Linked DNA regions of Sus scrofa: region 1 is linked to region 2. The links are chromatin contacts, called in public HiChIP or PLAC-seq maps. All regions are on one chromosome and are shown on one strand. Each heading gives the region's core, a stretch centred on a gene start, on an enhancer-like site or on the middle of the called end of the contact. The rest is flanking DNA. Distances are from core to core; before and after follow the strand shown. Region 1 overlaps SLC35A5 (probable UDP-sugar transporter protein SLC35A5). Region 2 holds the start of CCDC80 (coiled-coil domain-containing protein 80).

The links. HiChIP or PLAC-seq counts read pairs in DNA pulled down with a chosen protein or histone mark.
Region 1: a contact with region 2 is called in an H3K27ac HiChIP or PLAC-seq map of skeletal muscle, with 5 times the contacts expected there. The contact joins the enhancer-like site here to the promoter of CCDC80 in region 2. A contact is called at or near these places in 19 of 47 Hi-C or Micro-C datasets (adipocytes, alveolar macrophages, brain and 10 more) and 2 of 2 datasets of contacts at active chromatin or transcription factors (alveolar macrophages and skeletal muscle).

Annotation. Positions count from the first base shown.
Region 1 is chr13:147,249,915-147,257,195 of Sscrofa11.1, forward strand. It overlaps SLC35A5 (probable UDP-sugar transporter protein SLC35A5), which reads right to left. Exons shown (of 7, transcript XM_013982457.2): 7 at 2,788-7,281. Among named protein-coding and RNA genes, the nearest start is that of ATG3, 26 kb to the right of the region's middle. Within about 2 kb of position 5,682, at least 17 of the 83 cell types and tissues checked have an H3K27ac peak or open chromatin away from gene starts, as enhancers often do. A contact at or near this core is called in liver, omental adipose tissue, retroperitoneal adipose tissue and 1 more, where this site is marked.
Region 2 is chr13:147,199,181-147,206,251 of Sscrofa11.1, forward strand. CCDC80 (coiled-coil domain-containing protein 80) reads left to right here and starts at 4,153. Exons shown (of 8, transcript XM_003132680.4): 1 at 4,153-7,071.

The DNA of each region.
Region 1 (7,281 bases), core at 4,432-6,931, 52 kb after region 2:
CTCCAATCCATGAGTTGATATATGTTGGACTTCCCCTGTAGCTCACATCATGGGTTGATACTTGTGCCAAAGAGGCAGGGTGAAAGAGTGGGTGATTTTAAATAGCTGAAACAGGCCTTGTGCAAGAATTTCTTTGGTTTCCCTTATCTCCCATAAGCATCCCTTTCCTTCCTCCTCGCTCTTTCCTCTTTTCCCAGGCTCCTCTCTCATGAATCATTCTGGCTCACAGATGGCTGCAACTGATTCCATGTAACTGAGAGGCTAAAGGTGCCATCCTTTCCAAGGACATCTGCAATGCAAAAGGAGATCCTTGGAGGGTGGTAGAGAACAGCTTGGCAAAACATTTCTGAAAGATTGTTAATCTATGGAAGCTAGCCTCACTTTGCTTCTCAAAAAGTTTAGAGAAAGAGTAAATTCTTCCTGTGGACTTCACCATCATTCCGTTGGTCTCTCTTAGTGCTCTTTTGTGTCTTTGGCTTGCTTCTTGTCGTGAACAGCCTTTAGAAAGCCATATTAGAAGAGGGTAGACAGAAGCAGGAATATACTCAAATTTGGCAAGACTTGATCAGGAATAGCTGAAAACCTTGATGTGGGCAGAGAACCATCTAACCATTCCAGTTATTAATCCAAGATACTCATTTTTAGGTTATATTCAACTTATATGATGATTCAAACATTTATTGTATTTATATTGTTTTTCTATGTACTCTGCTAGAAACTAGGGATACAAAACTGAAAAGATATCTCTCAGTACAGATGAGTAGACAACAGCCATGTACACAGTTAATGGTAAGTTATATATAATCAGTGATGGGTCCTTATTGGGGGGGGGGCGGATAGGAGGAAGGGACCAGGGAGAGATAAGTGGTGAGTCCTTCAAACTTTTGGAGGCTCCACATTATTTAAGCAAGTACCTCATACTGACTCCATTGTCATCATGGTCAATGGCTTTCGGATACGCACAGTACAGGTGCTGCGCCTCCTGGGAACTTCTCTCCCAGATTTAAGAAGTTGTCTGGATGTCCACAGAAAGATGGTGGTACTAAAATTAATTCATTCATAAAAACTACCCCCTCCCTGAAATAAACCAAAATGAACAGTAAGTAGTGAACTGATAGAAGAAAACTTCTATCAAGATTGAAACTAGGGAATAACCTTAATCTCAGAGCATGAACTTCTGAGTAACATGTACCAATTGACAGTATTGCCCAAGCAAGGATCAGCTATACATATGGAGGATGGAGTTGGTTTACAGCTAGATTGGAAAAGCTCTTTTTTTGTCTGGGGACATGGTAGTGTCTGCTTCTCAACTCTTGGCCAAGTAAAGGCCGTGGGATTTATGATGTGCTCTTTAAAGTTTAAAACTACCCTGGGGATCCCCAGGGTTAATTTCTTTAATGATGGTTTCCAATTGGCCTAATAGATTACATAAACCTGGCTGATTGCATGGCCAGAGAGGCATAAAAATTCTACTCTGAGCTCCCCCAAAGTCAAGATTTTCCTTCCACAGATACTGGTAGTTCCAGCTGGAAACAGTGCGGTCTCTGTGTAGGAAGGACCCTGGGGAGCTTAGGCATGGCTCCCTCTCGGACCCCCAATGTCTACACTCTTCTTTTCTTGGTGCACCACATCTTTTGTCTTAAATAAGTCTTTCTTTTGGGGGGGGGTCTTTTTAGGGCCACACCCACAGCATATGGAGGTTCTCAGGCTAGGGGTCCAATCAGAGCTGAAGCTGCTGATCTGCACCACAGCCACAGGAACAGCAGATCTTTAACCCACTGAGCAAGGCCAGGGATCGAACTTGTGTCTCATGGATACTAGTCTGATTAGTTTCCGCTTAGCCACGACAGGAGCACCAATAAAAGTCTTATGTGAGTGTGTTCTGTGGATTCTGGTGAGTCCTTTCAAATCTACAAACATACAAAATCTTTGCAGCAGGTCAACATGTGTAAATTTTACATATCAAAGTTTACAAAGTATTAAATATTAAAATATTTTATTAGTGTGTTAAATGTATGTAATACATTAAGCATAAGAATATATAAACTACTATATAAGAATTCTGGTAGCAAATTTCACAACTGTAGAGAAAGCTCATGTATTGCTTTCAAAGCACTTCACTTAGCCTGACTTATTACCAAAGCAGGGGGCTCAGTCTCAAATGGAGGGACAAAGCAAAACAAGTGATACCCCCTCCTCACAAACAGGAGACACCCTGGGGTATCTTTATAGAACTGACTCTCAAAGCAGGAGTTTCAACCAAGAGGAAAAATACACACCCAGGAAATTACACTTCATCGTGATTTGCTGTGGTCCTGCTTCCGCTCCATCTTCTTGAAGCAGCTTCTAGTCTTTAGCAGAACTTCAAAGATGGCATTTAGGGTCCAGCTAAAGAGCAACTGGGGAAGGAAGGTTTTACCTACAACACTTTGTGACAAATATTGGGCCTGATGAGAATGTTAAACTTTGTTTAAAGATGAGTACACAGGAGTTCCTGTCATGGCTCAGTGGTTAATGAATCTGACTAGGAATCATGAGGTTTCGGGTTCGATCCCTGGCCTTGCTCAGTGGGTTAAGGATCTGGCATTACCATGAGCTGTGGTGTAGGTAGCAGACGTGGCCCTGGATCTGGCAGCACTGCTGTGGCTCTGGCATAGGCTGGCGGCTACAGCTCCAATTCGACCCCTAGCCTGGGAACCTCCATATGCCACGGGCGCAGCCCTAGAAAAGACAAAAAAAAAAAAAAAAAAAAAAAAGAAAAAAGAAAGAAAAGATGAGTACACAAAGTTTATAGAAAGGATTTATACAAAAGACATCCATGCACCGAGGCTCAAAAAACAGCTCACCTACAAAAAGGAAACAAATTATACGCACACACGCATACATAACATATATAATACAGCAGGGAAATATTTAACTTCTTGGTAACACTAAATGATAAAAAAGAGATTTCTGATGAAAAAAAAGTGACTTAAGAATTATTTTTAGGGAAAGTCATCATTTATATTAAATGGCTATATAAATTAATAAAAATGTAAAACCTCTTTGAGCAATAACATGACTAAAAATCTTGCACTTAGTAAATAGCTATTAGATGCGGAAAAAAATAAATAAATAAAACCTCAGGAAGAGTATCTGCCAAAAACACTTTCAGAAGAGAAAAGTCTATTTTAAGACAGCTCCCAGCTGAGAAATGAACTGCCATTTAAAATTTATGAATAAGTTATATCATGCACAAATAAAGTTTAATTAGCTGTGATAATGGGATTACAAACTAAAAGCCAACCTATTAATTCTTGAAAGAAAAGGTGCAAAGGAAAACATTTAAAAAGAACTTCCAAATTACATTGTATTCATGACAGCATCAAATCTAAGAGGTACCACATCCTGCTAAGAAACACTCTTAATTAAACAGATTATTTTGTCATTTAGAATTTTCATTTTATATCTTGCTTAAAGAGCTTTTAAAGACTTTATTATGTAGCATTCTCTGATTACATAAAAAAGGAAACTATAAGTTAAATAAATTAAAATATTTCTAAAATGTCTTCCCATTTTGAGGCTGTATCTCTTGAGTCACATTTTGATGCAGCATCATAGACGTCTGAGGTTTTCCAGGCAGAGGGTTCTCTGCACCACTGAGAGATGTGATGATGATGAAGCATTTTAAGAGAATTTCTCTGCTATCTCCAGGGTTTTCTTCTAATCTACTGACATTCATTGTGTAAAATTTTATGCTGGCATGTTCTTAATCTTACCAAGAGGTATTGATAAAAGATTTTCAGACAACAATTAGGACTCTTATCTTCCCCTCAAATGGTCCTTAAGTGGTTTGTTGACTGAAACATCAGGAAGTGGTATTTATCCAGCTATGCCAAATGCCTGCATGTGCAAGCAAAGACAATTTCATCCTTCTGCTAGGGGGGAGCAGCTATATTAACATGCCATTGCTTAAAGCACCCCAATTTCAGAGATGGTAATGTGAAAACACAGGAGTCTTAAAATAGATGAAATCAAGTATAGTAGACCTGGATAAAGTTCTCAGAGCTTATTAAGAAAAACTGGGAGTGGGAGGAAATGTAATACCTAATTTCCCCATCTTTCAGTGAAAGGAGTCAATAACCATATTTTAATTTTTGAGGATGAAACATTTATAAATAAAGTTCTACATTCGTTTAAAATATGTAACAGTAACTACTAGAAATGAAACAGACAAAAATGCAAGTTGAGCAAATCTAAAAAACACCAAAAATCTTTCAAACTGGTTCAAAATATCCAAACCAATACCAACTTTCTCAAAAAAGTTTTTGTACAGAGGACAGGCGAAACAATAATAAATTCAATAAAAATATGCAAATGACAACAGAAAGAGTACAGATCTCATTTTCTAACCAAGTGTATAAAAACTAGAAATTAACAAAAGTATGAGTAAAATCCTTAATGACACTACCCTTGACTCAAAACAGATTTAGAAAATAATGATAATGCTGTATTTTAAAGTCTTTCTGACTAGCCTAAAGTCTACTTACTCCAAGAAATTCTTCTACTAGCTATAAACATGCTCTTCAACAAGCAAGAAAATAAATGCATTTGAAGTAGATCAGATGGAAAAAAGATCAAAACAAACTTTAGAAAAGCAGAACACAATAAACTTCAATAAAGTAAAAATTAATTAGAAAATGCTCATTAACCTATTTAAAAAAATAGAGACACTATTCATACACAAAGTTAAAAATGAGAAAGAAAACACGACTCTGGCAAAAGAGGAAATTAAAAGAATTAAGAGAATGATTCATAAATTCCTAAGCAAATATGTTTGAAAATCTGGATGGTTAATTTTTTGGCATCTGTGTTTTAAATGATCAAGAGTGAACCAAGAAGAGGATGAAGAAGAACCAGAGAATGTTGTAGAAAAAAAAGTGCTTCTCAAAAAAGTACCACGCCTAGGCAATTTTATTGGTGAGTTCTTTCAAAGCTTCAGGGAACACACAAAGCTGACGTTTTAAAAAATCTTTCCAGGGCGTCTCGGCCAATGGGAGTTGGCAGCTTGAGCCACACCACATCCGTGCGGGATTGTTAGGGACATGGGGTGATAAATCCCAGCAGGATTAAATGCATCATCAGCATTGTCAGCAGGTTTCAGTTATCTGGGCAGAGACAGGATGGCGCTTGAAGCAAGTAAAATCGCAAGTGAGGACAGTTCTGCAGGACTGTTAGGGAGTTTATTGTGATTCTATTTGAGCGACATTATCACCTCACTAAACTCCTATCTGAATTGAAAATTGACTGGTTTAATAGCTTGATATTTTAATTGTAAATTTGGTTTTCATATAAAAATTGTAAGCAAGGAGTTTATTCTCCATGTTTGTATCCATTTAAATAATAGTAAGGAAGAAAAAAGGTCTACACTGAGATCTGTGAGAGGTTTTTTGTTTCTGTTAAAGGAAGGATACCTATTACTTGATTTCTGAAAGTCTGCTCTAGGCTTCAGAGAAGGAAAACAACTCTCCTTTGCATTTGACTTTCTCTGCCTCTTATCCACACTAGAATGCTAAGAATTCTCAGGAAAAACCAGGACTTAGGTAAAAGGAGAAGTTGCCAAGGAGGCCCTGGGCTGTTCCGGTCAAGGCCGGGCCTGTACCAGGGCAAAAGTAGTCCCTGCAGCTCCACAGAACCTAATCCAGCACACAAGCAAACAGGGCTTCCACATGGTGGTTTAGAGGCAAAAAGCCTTAGAGTTGTAAACAAAGTAACTCTGCCCCAGAGCCTCCTCTGCACTCCAACTTGAAAACCTACCGCAGCAGGACAGTGCCGGCCGAGGATTTGAGATCCTGGGTCTCAGCCACATCCTGCTTCCCCCCAGGATCAGGCATACTGCTGGACAGAAGCCTGGTCCTTTGACCAGTGACGGAGCTGGAGTCAGGTCACTGCAGGCCACACCTGCGGTCCAACCAAAGGCTATTCAGAAACTATGACAGGAGCAAATTCAGTGCATTAGTGGTAGGTCATAACTGCTTAGAAGAGACTCTAAAATTAGGAAGGGACTTCAATCACTTAGACCAACTTCTGTACTAGTGATGGACTCTCTTCTAAAACATCCTGCTGATAAAATCTCCCCTTGAACACTTGAGTGATGGAGAATTTACTACTATTCTCTCCTACTCTTTAGAAAGGCCTTCTCGTCTGTTGGGAAGCATCATTTGTTAGGAGCGTTACCCTATAACTTGTAGTGTAGTTTGGTTCTTTAGGACAGGAAAGAAGTCTACTTCTCTTTCCACATGACAAATCATTCCTCTCCCCAGGTCAAATGCTTGATCCAAGATGACAGGATATAGTTTCTAGAACTCTCAGCTTCCAATTCCTCTCCTATTAAAACACTGGCACCCACAAAAGCCCAGGCTTTCCTTAGTATCCACAGGGGATTGATTTTAGGACCTACTGCAGTAGCCGGCCCTCTGTGCCTGTAGTTCCATATTCCAGGATTGAACTAACTGATGATCGTGTTGTACTGTATGTATTTATTGAAAAAAAAATCTGTATTTAAATGGACATGTGCAGTTCAAACCTGTGTTGAGAGGTCAAATGTACTGCAGTGCATCTGTATCAGAACTTTACATTTTAGTTCCAGCTCCTTCTCTCTCTCTAAATAATTTGTAAGTTAACATGAGTAAACATCACTCTGGGCAAAAAATGCTTTCCTGAAAAGGAGGGTGGAAAAAGTAACTGTAAATGAGAAAATCAATCTCCACGAACTAGTAGCATCTGCTATTGAATATATTCTGTAGGCCATAATTTTACAAGTAATATTGTTGCAGTTTTATCTGTTGCATAAGATAAATATGTTTTGTAGGCTGTATTTCTTAAAAGTGAGGTCTTCCTATAGCTGATTATATTTACCTTTAAAATGAACTGCCACAAGAAAATAATCTTCCTGTTTCACATAACTCTGGTGGAATGCCTATGACAAAGTAAGCAATTTTGCTATCCTCAGAAGTCAAGATCTACTAAAAGAGAAAGTTTTTAAAAAGTTCTTTTTTTTAAAAAAGTTGTTTTGAAATTAAAAATACTCTGCATTCTACCTCACATGACAGAGCGGCAACACAAGAGAAGGATTTAATAATTACTTTATTTATAAAATTCTACCAATTCTTGCCATTTATATTATTCTGAGTATCACAGATGGATTATATAATATTATCTTTTGCTTATCTGTATGAAAACTAGGGGAAAGGAGATGTATGGACTACACGAAAATGACATCTTAAAGCTCACATTTATAGG
Region 2 (7,071 bases), core at 2,903-5,402:
CATGCAGCATGTAACCACTGATCACCTCATCTTAAATGGTACCTTCATTCCCTATTACTTTTCCCTGCATTGTTTTTCTTTAGAGTGTTTACCTCTCACAAATAGAATGTGAGTTGCATGAGAGCAGGAACTCTTTGTATTCCCCAACACTGGAATAATGTCCATTGTTGTCCAGTGGATAACATACAGCTATTGCTGTATTCCCAACACTGGAATAATGTCCAATCCATACAAGGTTCTCCATAAATAGTTTGGGAATGAATGAATGAATGAATAAAATGAAGATTTATATTAATTTACATAAAATATTTTGCCTCAATTTCACAATTCCATAATTCAATACAAGTATAAGTTTTAATTTTGATGGTTTATACAGCTACGTCTCTTGTTTCTACTATTATTTATTTAATAAATAGAGATAAAGAGACCCTCTGGTTCATTAAAAGTTTAGGTTTTTTTCCTTATTTTCTTTCTTTCTTGAAAGGGATACGTTGTAGTTGGATTGTGTTCTAAGATTTTGCCATCTTTCCTTTTAACTGTATTTGATTGGTAGAGGCTTATAATTTTTGTCCCATCACTATAATGCAATGTGCTAGGAAGGATGCAAAATAAATGTAAGGCTATTCCATGTTCTCAGAAGCTTAAAGATCTTCTTGGAAGGACAAGAACCCATATCTGAGTATGCTGTACATGATATCTTCTCAGAGAAAGGCGAGTGCTTCTGAGAAACCCTATGGAAGAGATAGTACAGGGCCTGGACATTGCAGAATGAACTGAATGAGGACATGTGTAGTAAGGACCCACGGAGAAAGGGCCAGAGGTAACTTGTGGTTCAAAGTGTGGGTGAGAAAAAAACCACCACATGCTCCTCCTGCCTTCCTTCCCCTGCAAGATGCTCCGCTTTCCGGTCCATTACCTTCTTCTCATCTTCTAAATATTGTATGCCAGGCCATAGAAATCTTCATCTCCACCTATATTTGCTATTTAAGTGGTTTCTCCCAGCTTCATGCATTAAATAGCCTTCCACACTTACAACCCTTGCCCAGTCCTCCTTGAAGTTCAGACTCATGTACCAACAGCCCACTCAACATCTGCTCCAGAGTGTTGAACAGAAATTTTAACTAAACTTGATTGTCTTTACCCCAAACTTCTCCTGTGGCTCTATCTTCAAAATAGATACCAAAGAGGATTCATTTTCTGCACCTACTTGGCCCCAGGCACCCAAGGCAATCTACCAGCCCTTTCACTTCCTCCAGTGCAATAGTTTCCTCACTGCTCCCTGCCGCCATTCTTGCCCCCAAACCCTGTCCTCCAGGTAGCACCCATTTCAAACCAGGTCTCAGGTTTTGACACATCCTTGCTAAAGTTGCTCTTCTAAGACAGTTGTGACACAGTCCCTGCTTCAGTGCTTATGCACTTGCTGTTCTCTCTTACTTAGAATGTTCTTCCCTCCCCTAATTCTTGAGTAGCTTACTCTCCTCACTTCAGTTAGGATGATTCTCCTTGACCCTTATCTAAAATGGCCTTCTCCCTTCATTGCATTTTACTCCCCTCCCCTTTAAAAATTTCCTCCAAGGGAGTTCCGGTCATGGCTCAGTGGTAACAAATCTGACTAGTACCCATGAGGATGCAAAGTTCAATCCCTGGCCTCGCTCAGCAGGTTAAGGATTGGGTGCTGCCGTGAGCTGTGGTGTAGGTCAAAGACACAGCTTGGATCTGGTGTTGCTATGGCTGTGCGGCAGGCTGGCAGCTACAGCTCCGATTTGACCCATAGCCTGGCAACCTCCATATGCTGCAGGTGGGGCCCTAAAAAGCCTTAATTAATTAAGTAAAATAAAAATATCTTCCAAGCACATGCCCAGGTCTAGGTCTATTTATTTGTTTATATTCTTATTGCCTGTTTCTTATAACTGGCACAGAAGCTCCATGAGGTCAGGGAGTGTTCATCACTGTATCCCTAGTGATTGGAACAATGCACTGAATTGCATTGTTGAATGAATAAACTGCCATCCTATTGGCCGACCTTTCCTTAAGTGAGTGATGGGATCAGAACCTGGAGTGCAAGGTCAATTAAAGAAATAAGTGAAGGACAGGGCAGTCCTAGCAGGGCAGGTGCAGGAGACAGCCAAGACGGGATCTGGGAAATTGAGGATGACAGACCTGGCAGGCAAACCAGCACATCCTGCCAGGTAGAGTATCTTGGACTCATAGATGCTAGTGTACTTTACAGCCAACAGAACATACTAAGCAAGTTTTCCAGGTGCCACATAGTAGCTGCCATGGGAAGCCTCTTTCGTGGTAAAGCCTGCTCCAGGAATCAAAGACGCAAAGTCTCCAACAGGAATGGAACCACAGCCTGTACTGAACTTTTATATGAAGAGGAAGTTGGCAGCACTGCTGAGGAGAGTTTATCTTCTCCAATAGACTATGAGCTTCTTAGAGGAAGAGACTGCCTGGTTCTCAATCATTCCTGATACAGAGTCTACACTCTTGGCAAAAGAAGGGGTAAAATAAGGGAGAAAGAAATTGGATCATTGGTCTCTCCTTGGTTATATCAAAGGGTATGGAGAGACTCAGAATTGTCCCCGTGGGATAGGTATAAATCATTTGTATGTATTAAATGGCCAATGGTTAAGACTTTGATCTCAGTACTGTCTACTCCTTTTCAATTCAAAACTAAACCCCCAAGCAGCAAAATGAGGGGCTGAAGATTTAAAATGAGCCATTAAGTTATTCACATAGTTCCTTAATCTCTGCTACGGCAAGATACTTCAATTTGCTTTAATTAAGAATTCGATATTTTCCTTGGCCATCATCAAAAAGTCTACAAACAATAAGTGCTGGAGAGGGTGTGGAGAAAAGGGAACACTATTACACTGTTGGTGGGGATGTAAATTGGTGCAACTACTGTGGAAAACAGTATGGAGATTCCTCAGAAAACTAAAAATAGAACTACCATCTGATCCAGCAATCCCACTCCTGGACATCTAGCCAGAGAAAACCATGACTTGAAAAGATGCATGTACTCCAATGTTCATTGCAGCACTCTATACAATAGCCAAGACATGGAAACAACCTAAATGTCCATCAACAGAGGAGTGGATAAAGAAGAAGTGGTACATATACACAATGGAATATTACTCAGCCATTAAAAGGAAAGAAATAACAGCATTTGTGGCTATGGACTTAGAAATTATTGTGGTAAGTGAAGTCAGTCAGACAATGAGACACCAAGGTCATATGCTATCACTTACATGTGGAATCTAAAGAAAGGACACAATGAACTTCTTTGCAGAAGAGATACTGACTCACAGACTTTGAAAAACTTGGGGTTTCCAAATGAGACAGATTGGGGGAAGTGAAGGGATGCATGAGGGTTTGGGATGGAAATGCTATAAAATTTGGTTGTGATGATCATTGTACAACTATAAATGTAATAAAATTCATTGAGTAATAAAAAAACTACAAAAAAAAAAGAATTCAACATTTTCTTAATTAAACAACTTTCCACTTGGAAAAAAGTCCTTTAAGTCCCCCCACCACCACCAAAAACAAACAAATAACAACAGCAACAAAAAACACAAAAAAACTGAAGTAATCAAAACTAAATGAATAAAAAAAAAGGATATTGAAACTGTTCTCCCCCAAAGTTTTGGCCCATATCTACCAGGTAACTTTTATTTTGATTTATTTATTTTTTTTTTAAGTATACATATACCTTAACTTTGGATTAAGCCTGTGACCTTGTTGACATTTCAGGGACAAGTTCAGGGTGTTTCTTTTTGGGGATTACCCTTTCTTCGGAGCCTCCCTGGGCCGCAGCAGCAGCCTGATTATGGGCTTTCCCCTTGACTTTGCTGTTTATTACTTTAGTTTGTCCTATACTAAGAAAGAGAAGAGTTCGTTTTCACTCTGAACACCATAAACATGGCTGAAAACTGAATTTTGATTAAAGTCTGCAAATGGAAAAAGGGAAGAAAATGGCTCTGCTCTTTTTCCTGCTGGGGGTACCGGTTATCACAGAGTGGGAGAGGTGGTTTCCCTTCAAGACCACATGAAGAACTTGCATCTTTTTCCTCTTCATTTGTTTTCATAGTTTCCTCTTCAGTAAATAATTTTTTTTTTTTTTTTTTTTTTTTTTTTTTAGGCAGTAGAACAATGTTTTGAATCCAGTCAGTAAGATCCACACAGTGTTGCTCTGTGCAGAGGATCAAGTGTATGTGACAGAAACGATAGTTTCTCTCGGGTGCCTGGGACAGGATATTTTCCTGAGTCTTAGTCCCAGGTCAGTGCAGTTCTGCTCAGTTAGCACACCCTCCTCTGCTTGCCTCCTTATGTTTAGTATGATTTTCATCAAATAATCCCCCCTATCCCAGTGTCACTGAAGTAATTCTGTTTTGCACATTCTTTCCTTTACTCCCTCCAAATTACTGTGTGACAAATGTCAGGCAGTGTCTTGTCAGTGTGTTCCTAAATTAGGATTTCTAAAATCTAGTTTTGGATTTTATTCTTTTTACATTTCTCTCAACATTGATCTCAAAAATCTCTCTCCACTCTCTTTCTCTCTCTCTGCAATTAGTTACTATTTCTTTCTTAGGTAACAGAAAAAAAAAAAAAAAAAAAAAAAAAAAAAAAAAAAAAGGAAAGATCTAGGTGGAGTGCTTTTAAAAATAGAGATTTTAGGAGGAGTTCCAGTTCTGGCATAGAGGAAACAAACCTGACTAGTAACCATGAGGTTCTGGGTTTGATCCATGGCCCTGCTCAGTGGGTTAAGGATCCAGCGTTGCCGTGACCTGTGGTGTAGTTCACAGAGGCAGCTCGGATCTGGCGTTGCTGTGGCTGTGGTGCAGGCTGGCAGCTGTAGCTCCGATTGGACCCCTGGCCTGGGAATCTCCATATGCCATGGGTGTAGCCCTAAAAAGACCAACAACAACAACAACAAAAACCAGAGATTTTAAGCCTAGAAATTGACTAGAAATGGACTAGAAATTGAAGATCATTGCAAATCATACATCGGTATGGGCTTTTCCAGAAAGAGGTGCATGCTAACTTGCTTCCTAACTGCTCTTAACAGATGTATGCTCCCTGGACTTTCCTGGGAATATTTTCTGAGGTCCCAGGAGAGGCTTTATGTGTTGAGGTTGAAAAATGCTTGTGAGTCTGTGAGAGGGTGCGGTGGGGAAAACTGGGGAGACACTGAGGTGGCAGTTAGGTTTTCTCCCTCCTGTGTGTTTAGCGTGCCATCTAGTGGCTGATGCTTACAGGAGGGAAGAAAGTCTGAGTCCCCCCAGGAAGACACAGGTCAGGATTGGGCTGGCTTTCCCCGTACAATCCAGGTTGCTAAAGTGACTTGATTTCAACTTTACCATTGCATAGATGACGAATGTTATGCACATTCTGTGTAGGTTAGTGGAAGCCATGGGATATTCAAGAAAAAGAATAAAAGACTTTAAGGACCTATTAAGAAAGGCAAAAAGGATGGTTACACAATTATTCCAGAATGAAGGACTCTAAAAGTACAAGTGCTCTGGCTAAGCAAATAAATGAAACTCTTTTATGAATTGGGGAACACAAAAAGAAATTGAAGAAAAAGGAAAAAGAGAAGGCAGAAGGCATGGGAAGAAAATGATGGGGGGGGACAGTTTAATACAATGCTTTGTAGACACCTGGGTTCAAATTTCAGAGCCACCTCTTAGCATCTGTGCAACAGTAGGCAATACTTCCGTTCATTCAGTCTCAGGTTGTTTATCTGTAAAATGAGGACCATCCCATCTATCTGTTAGGGATGCTGTGAGGGTTAAAGACTACATGAAAGTGTCAAGCCCAGAGCCTCACGTGAAAGTGCTCAATAAATGGTAGTTGTTGTTAGCAGGGAGAGGCGCAAAGAAGGAAGGGAGGCAGGCCAGTAGGGGACTGTGTGGAACACATGATGATTCGAGAAAGAAAATCACATCCAAGACTGTCCAATTTAGCACAGGGCATTTGATCAACTTAACAGGTGAATCCCAGGAAAGAGGAAATCTCTAACTCCACTGGACAGAGGATTTCAGCCTGAAGCCCACCTTTGTTCTGTGCTCATGGGTGTCTGAGAGGGCTCCACAGGAAGGCCTTTTCCTTGGCACCCTTTGGTCTTCATGCTGTGGTCTGAGAACCTGACAGTCAACCCCTCCAGGTGGTCAATTCACTGCTGGGAGCTTATGTGAAGGAAAAGTAAATGACCAGTCTGAGGTGGGGCTGATCAAAAGGAGTAACTAGGCACCATGTTTTATCCAGAGACAGTAGCCACTGATACAGCCTAGCTTATAGGGATCCTTCTGAAAACCCTGGGTCACCAATCTCTATGGCAGTTAATACTGCTTGAATGCACTTGGAGAGGCTGGAAGAAATATCTACATAACCCAAGGCACCTTTCCTCCCCACTAAAAGCTGAATCCTCATGGCAGATCCAGGAGGCATACTCACAGAGCTGCCTCATTCTCTCCTTTGGGATCTGACATGGTTACTTCTAAGGACTGCCTAAAACCCTCTGGACACGCAAAGCCTCTGGAGAGCAAGATATTGCAACACACACACATGCACACACACTCATGCATACACACTTGTGTCCTCTGAGGAAGCTCTCGGCCTACCTTCTCTAGCCTGAACCCAGAACTGGAGGTCATAATAGCCTTTCCCTGTGTAATGGCTGACCACAATCTCAGGAGAACAGCAGCCACTGCCTGCATTTCTAACCTTTTACCAGCTTCCTTTCATGCCAAGTAGAAACTAGGAACAAGAACACAGTAATACGATCTCCAATTAGCATAAAATAAAAACAACACCAGCCATGTTTTCCATGGACTTTTCCAACCTCAAACTAAACTCATGAAGCAGGGAGAAAGAGATAAAAATATACCCATGGAACTAATATATATATACTGTCGTTGTACGTACAGCCAAGCACTCTGAGCCAAATGAGTATCTGTCACTAGGAAAACCAAGCAGTCAGATGTAGAAATCTGAGAATTTTCCCTTTTCCAAAGTGCAGTGTAAGTACAAACAGGAAGGGACAGTGTCCTGATGACTCGGTGG